Regions from separate parts of the Anser cygnoides genome. Here region 1 is linked to region 2. The links are chromatin contacts, called in public Hi-C maps. All regions are on one chromosome and are shown on one strand. Each heading gives the region's core, a stretch centred on a gene start, on an enhancer-like site or on the middle of the called end of the contact. The rest is flanking DNA. Distances are from core to core; before and after follow the strand shown.

Region 1 (3,576 bases), core at 603-3,102, 52 kb after region 2:
ACCCAGCTCCTCTTCTCCCTGCAGCTGGGGAGAAGTCAGCCTCCTCTCCTCATGACACCAGCCAATTCCCAGTGAGTGACTGTCTGTCAGGAATCCTCTGCAGCACCGAGAGGAACGAGGAATTTTTCAGGTTGAACCAACTACACCCAGACAAGGCATCTCCTAGAGAAGAGAGAGCTCAGTCTGAAGCACACAGAGAAGGGAAGATGGAGGAAAGCCCATGCAGGACTGTGGAATGCAACCCCTGCCTGAATGGCCACCTCAGAGACACAAATCACATTTCAGACCATCCCACCCTTCCCCAGGTGCTCACAGAGCACTCCCCCGTGGGGCCGGCAGCCATCGCTTACATGGAAAAACAGGTCTTTGTGGATTATTAGTTGCCTGTAACATTGGGTAGCAGTTGGAAATGTGGAGGAAAAAAGAGCATTATGTTCCTCCTGTCAGTCATCCATAACATCTCCATATGCCAGAATGAACAAAACCCCAAAAGCTTTCCAATACAGTATCTTCAGACTGAGTACCTCCAGTCACATACACCACAAGCAGAGTGCCTTTCGAAAGAGAGACCCTGGCTTTTGCAAGAATTTGCAGCACCGTAAGGATCTCAACTAAAAGACAATTCTGTGGTCACACCAGGCCTCCCAAAGCACTATTTTCGGTACAGATGGGACCACAGGCAACAAAGTCGAGGCATTCTGGCAGCACCACACCGTACTCACCTTACTGCCGATATCTTCACGCTTGTTCCCAGGCTTGCTTCTTCTCAGCTTAATGGAAGGGGAGCGAAGCAGGTTTTTGATCCGACTTGTTATTGTAGACCCTTCAACCGACATCATCTCCAGGTATCAGGAGGGTATTACACCCCGTGCAAACCGTGCCTGGGGAACGAGCCCAGGTTTGAGGCAGAAATACCAAGGTGCTCAGCTTTGCTCACGCTTGTTCACACATCTCTCAGGGATTCTGCTCGGGGACTCCACTCCTGTTACACTGCAAAGCTATTCACAGAGGCTGGCAGGCTTTCCTTTTGCAGATTCCAGAGGATCAAATCAGCAGCAATCTAAACTGAAAGATGCACCCAGGGGTCAGTAAAACATTCGCAATGATTTTTTAAGCTTCATTCTTTACGAGAAACGCCAAATGCAAGATTTAATAATAAAGATGGATGCAGCGTTATTTATTCTCAGAGGCGTCCATACAAGCGATCCTTCTTTTTACTACCATTTAGCAGCTCTAAATCAATTCAGATCAGATCAAGAAACCTGATCTTCCTACGCTTCAGCATCAGCTCCTACAACCACAAAAATCAACGGGGTCCGTCCAGCCCCTTGTGCCTGCCCCGGAGCCGGGCTCTGCAGCCCGGAAAGCGCAACGCGGCGCTCGATCCTTACAGCCCGGAGCCGCGGCACAACCACGAGGGAGTTTTTACCTCCCACGGACCGAGCTCCGCTCCGAGGACACGCAGGCAGAAGGGGCGACACCCGGCGGGGCAGGCAGGGCACGTTCCGCAGCCGCACCGCCCGGGGAGAGCGCGGCCAGGGGCTGCCGCCCGCCACCGCGGGGCTCCGGCCGGACGCTGCCCCTCGGCAGGGGGGTGCCGCGGGGGCCGCCCCGGCCCCGCTCCCGGCCCCCAGCCTCCCCTACCTGCCGCCCAGCCGCCGCTCTGCCGGCGACCGCGGCGCCCCGCAGCGCCTGCCCATGCGGCCTCCCCCGAGGAGGGGCCGCCTGGCGGGCCGCCCCCGCGGCCGGGCGGGGCGGGGGCCGTTCCCTCAGCGGCGGCGGCGGCGGCGGCGAAGGGGCGGCCCCGCGGCGCCGGGCCTCAGGCAGCAGCGGGGGGCGGCCGCCCCCGGGAGCCCAGCGCCGCCCGGCCGCGCTACGGCGCCTCGCGCGGGTCAAGCGGCGGCGGCGGCGGAGCTGGGGGCGCGCGCCCCTGGCGGAGGGCTGGCGCGGCGCGAGGGCGGCCGTTAGCGGGCGCGGGGAGCTCGCGCCGCCCCCTCACGGGCGCCGTGAGGCGGCGGCGGGCGAGGCGGGGGAGGGGGGCGGTTCGGCAAGTGCTGTCCGAGGGGGCGTTGAGCTCTGGGGGAGTTTAGGGACTGGCCTGGAGGAGGGGAAGGAAAGTGGTGTTTCTGAGGGTCCGCCCTATGAAAAAAACCTGCTGGCACCCCCTTCTTTAGCACAGTCATGGGTTGGGAAAGACCCTCAGCATCACCGAGTCCGGCTTCCATCTTGCACTGCCAAGTCCCTCACTAATGCACCACGTCCACGAGTCTCTTAAACACCTTCAGGGATGGCAGCTGCCATTCTCAGTCCATCTTCAGAACGCCCTGCGGGCTCCTTGCTGCTTGCTCCGCAATCCCTCCCCAGTTTCCCCTCAGTGATGACCATCCCATCTTCCACAACTGACTCAAACCCAGAGTATGCGTGGCAACTGGGGGTGACCGTGCCAAAAACACAGGCCATGAAAATCTTCAGTGTTCAGAAAGTTCAGGCACAGCTTTACCATGCCAATCAATCCACACAGGCCGTGGTCTTGCCCTTAGTGGTGACCACAACGGCCAGCACACTGCCAGTGTCACAGCTTGTGACTATGTGACCCCACACTGCCTGTATTTCAAGAAAAGGTTGTTTTCCATTCAAAGAGGGATTCTGAGCAGCCAGGATTACGATCTTAAGGCTTGGCTGGTCAGAAACCTGCATATATTGAAGGAAACACCTAGAGGCATAACACAGGACATCTTTCCAATCTCTATGAGCTCCTGTCATGCCACAGTAACCTGCAAGAAGTGTGTTTAAAATGTTGGTTTCTAACCTTCATTAATCTTTAGCCTTCATACATAGGTGCCCTAAAGAAATCCACACCTGTTGCTATGAGTCAAAAAGCAGCGTGGTTCCAGGCTTTCAGAAATATACCACATTTTTTTAAATTTACAATTAAATTGCAAGTCAGCAGTGTCGCAATTATTTCTTTAAGTAAAAGTAATTGAAGTCTGTGGGAGATAGGAACAAAAGTATCTTAGCTTCCACACCCAAACATGGTCTGCAGCCCAAGAAGAGGCACATAAGAGGATTCTTTCAGAAAATGTGGGTGTTGTCCATTCCTACCTATTGCCACTTTGCTGGAAAGCAGAGCCCTGTTTCAAAGGGTGAGTAGGGATTTATGAAGGAAAACAGAGCTGCTGGGAAAAGAAAAAAAAAAAAAAAAGAAAAAAAAAAGTAAAATCCCTCTTCTATAAAGATTTAGCGGGTGCTTAGTTTTATCCAGACTGGGAGCAGTTCTAGTGAGCAGAACCACTCATGCTGGATGCGGAGTTAAAAACGCGCACCAGCCTGTACACCACTGGGACCTGACACTGCGCAGGGGGGAGAAAGCAGTTGATAGTTCTTAAATTTCTGCTGTTCAACAGTAAAACATCAGAGTCATCACATTTGTGAGAAACATGCATACATTTGGGAATGAACTGAGGGATGTCTTTGAAAACAAGGGACAGCTGAGATGTCTGCTTGGGAGACGCTGTTTTAACGCAGCTAGCGTTGTTCTGTTGAAAGCTGAGCTCAGCATAATGTGATTTGTGATTA
Region 2 (3,677 bases), core at 599-3,098:
ATAATAGAAAGGCCAAACTTCAGCTCATGTGGGAGAACTAAATTAAAGCACAGGAAATGTGATGAAGAGGGTAACAAACTAAATAAGCAGACTCATAAGCTACATCACATGAGATTTAACAGATGCACTGAAGTGTGGTTTTTAAAACACATCTTTTAGAGAGGGTTACTGCACCTGAAGAGGTTGCAGGAGCTGACCCAACACATAAATGCTTAGCTTTTACTAATGCAGAAGGCTCCAAGCCTACGTAGCATAAGCCTGCCTACAAATGTGTGTGTGTGGTTTTTTGTTTTGTTTTCAATACAAAAAACACACACTTTAATGTTTTTTAATGGATAAGAGAAAGGCATTATTTCCACACAATGTTGCCTCAACCCAATGGCAGACCGCATGGCCTCCATCATCCTTCTTTAAATTCCCATTCCAAATCATCAAGGATGGAATTGAAGCATTACAGATGCTGACACAACAAAGGCAAAATGAGCCAAGGGCATCCACTACACCAACAAAGAATCCCTGGTTGATGAGAGTTTCCTTCCTCAACCTCGTAAATTAGCTTTCTAACAAACCTCTAAAAAAGCACATGGCTTTGACAAGGTTTCAGAGCCCAGGCTTTTCTGACAGGACAGCAAGATGTCAAGTGTCTCCAAGTCTGGAGAATATCCCCGCACTGAAGTGATTTAGACCATCCCTAAGGGACCATAGCTTTCTCTCACGTCCAAGCTTGTCTGCATCTATGAGTGTCAAAAAAACAAACACAAAAAAGGGCAGAAAGCAAGACAGAACTGAAATAGCTTAATGACAGACTGCCCACTCTTTTTAACTTAACAACTCTGTGGTCCACTCAACCTCCTGAAGAACTTACCTTCCACGACCACACGTTGACAATCATGTCATGCTGGTACCCCACTGACACAATGTACTTGGAGCTGGGCGAGAATGCCACACAGGCCACCCCATACTTGTGCTCTTGGAGCTCGGCCACCTGGGTTCTCTCAGCGACATCCCACACCCGAACAGCCGGCATGTGTCCGCTCTGGAGGGGAGAAGAACACACACAGAACAGGAAACGTAACTCTTGAGGGCAGTTCTGACAGATTCAAGCATACATAAGTGGGGGGGCTTGGAAAAAGATGTCTAGTTGCTGGAATCACAGCAGGGTGAGGTTAGACTCAAGTTCTTTCAAATCTTTAAAGCCCAAGTTGAGGCTGCCAACCTAATGAGCATATGCATTTCAACAGGTGTCTGAAGGCGCTAAGACTACCTCCCTTGCTTTAATCCTTTTCTTACCCTCCTCACAAAACACCCAAAGACTATAACACTACCTTTCATGTACATCCCTGATCTTTGCAAAGGGAATTCATGGCCAGTTTCTGAAAAAGATTACGTGACATTGCATCTCTGGACTCAGTGCAATGAAAGGCATTGGACACAACATGGACATCAGAGATCCCAAACCAGGTCATGATGTGACTGTTCAAGTTAATTATCACGCACCATTTCAGAGAGGCATCTGGGAGACTAACAGCACCATTTCTGTCACAAAGGTAACACATGAATGCATGCTGCCTGAAAGAATATGGGCAAGGTAGTACCAGAGAAAGGCATTGAGAGAATAGATGTCCTTTGTCTTTATGTTTGTTGTCAAAAGAAAGAGAAGCTCATAGACTTCAGAAATGCTAAGTCAGCACCTTTTGCCAGACAATTCATTTTTTTTTTTTAGTTATTTGTTATTCAAGGAAAATAAAACGAAGCAGAAGATGAGCTGAAATGTTGGCCAAGAATGTGCCTGATGAGCAAATCCTACTCAAGAGTCTATCACGATTTCACGTTGTAATGTTGTAATCTGTCAAAACGGTAGCTTGCCCGATAACATTTCCATGGCAACATGGCAAAACAGTACCTTTTCTGATCAGGGTTAAGTCGTTTGACTGTGTGGGAGAGGCAACTCCGAACACAAGAAGGAGAAATCAAATCTTTAGCAACTCAGAACTGTGAATGTTTAATTGTCTTGTCCAAAAGCTTTGCCAAGCAACTGCTTGTAGCCCAGAAAAGTGCTATGGTCAGATTTTGCTGCAGTTAGTGCAGTTCTCCTGCACAGCAGAGCTCAGGTCTGAAGCTGGCTGTCAAGATGCTACAGTGAGCTAAATCAGCTGCTCTTTCAAGCAATTACTGTACTTAAACAAATGCATATGTGTGTATATACATATATATATTTCCTAACATCTTAGCATAAACCTGCGGACCTTAAGAAGTTGAATTCATATTCAATCATATAATAAATGTTCACCAAAAGCAAGCTCTGCGTCATCCCCATGCACGAGCAATTTATGCCTCCATAGGGAGAAAAAAAATTAATTTTCCTTTGTATTGAAATATTCAAAAGACATTTGATGTGCATGGTATGCCAAGGACAAATCTCTGTGCTCTCCTTCCTGAAAAGCCAGTCGTGCAGGAAGCTAAGTTGCTAAGAGGCAGAATTAGCATGAGGCTGCTAAAAGCGAGTTTGACAAAGTGAACTCAGTAAGCATTTCCCTGGGGGACCACCCACAGGACCAAGCAAGAAGAGGCTGCTGACACCGGCAGGGGACACCACTCCACCAAGTTCGAACTCAAATGTCAGGCATGCGGGAGGATACAAAAAGAGAAATGGCCTTACAACAGGGCAAGAGGAGACATGTTTTGCAACAAGGCAAAAAAAAAACAACACATCAACTTTCAAGTATAACTGGAAAAGCTTTTTTTTTTTTTTTTAAATCAAAACTTGCCCTTTGCCCCAGTGAAGTGTCAAACTGGAAAGCTTGGGTTGTCAGTAAGAAAAATATCCACTTCATTTTTCACGTCTTTTTCTACCTCACATGAAAAGAATAGAGCAGCAGAGAGGTACAAAAAAAGAGTTTGTTTTTTTTAATTTATTTACTTATATACACATAAAAGAAAATTACATATAAAATTATAAGGCCTTTTTTTATATACCTTACAACTTCTAGAGGATAAGGAGCAATTAAAAACAAATTACAGTATAAAATCTTGTGCTTTCACTAAAAAGTTAACAACAACAAAATCTCTGATGCTCTGATGGAATATCCATGTTTTTGTTTTTTGTGTGTGCCAAGGCAGCCTCCATCTCAAAACACTACTGTTTCTACTGTTGGCCTAATCCATGCAGGATTCAGGCTAGGGCGCTACCCAGTGGCATGACAGCTGCCATCACAGTGACTGCTCCAGGGACCTCTGGAGTGAACAGCCTCCTTGACAGGGCTGTGATATACTTCTCTGTGGCTGAGGCTCAGGAGGGGACGTGTTTCACACATGCTCACTCCCCATGTCTTACAGAGGCACAGAAACTAATGATAAATTATTATTAATCACACACAAGAGCAAACTGAGCCCAACCATAAGGGGGACAGGCAACATTTCTGTGGATTTCTAACATCCAGCAATTCCAAACTCATGACATACAGTCCATGTTCTGAACTTCTCATGCACAATAGACATGCGGTGGAGTCATCCTTATTCTCCCCCTTAGGCATGTTTGAAAAGAAGTAATTGTCGCCCCCAGCCAAACATACAATGCCAAACCACAGGCACCAGCATCTTTTGTCCCTATTCCTAAAGCTTCAATCCACATGCACTTTTCACTTTTTCCACAACACTGTTCAGTTTCAGCTACTTCC

The links. Hi-C and Micro-C count contacts between places; a contact is called where the count stands out from the background.
Region 1: a Hi-C map of granulosa cells shows a contact between it and region 2, with 1.8 times the contacts expected there. The contact joins the promoter of MAPKBP1 here to the enhancer-like site in region 2. A contact is called at or near these places in 2 of 7 Hi-C or Micro-C datasets (granulosa cells and liver).

Annotation. Positions count from the first base shown.
Region 1 is chr5:32,869,367-32,872,942 of Taihu_goose_T2T_genome, forward strand. It overlaps MAPKBP1 (mitogen-activated protein kinase binding protein 1), which reads right to left and starts at 1,853. Exons shown (of 29, transcript XM_066997781.1): 1 at 1,645-1,853; 2 at 723-1,065. The coding sequence starts at 839.
Region 2 is chr5:32,817,468-32,821,144 of Taihu_goose_T2T_genome, forward strand. MAPKBP1 (mitogen-activated protein kinase binding protein 1) reads right to left here. Exons shown (of 29, transcript XM_066997781.1): 6 at 866-1,036. Among named protein-coding and RNA genes, the nearest start is that of JMJD7, 45 kb to the left of the region's middle. Within about 2 kb of position 1,849, at least 1 of the 3 cell types and tissues checked has open chromatin away from gene starts, as enhancers often do.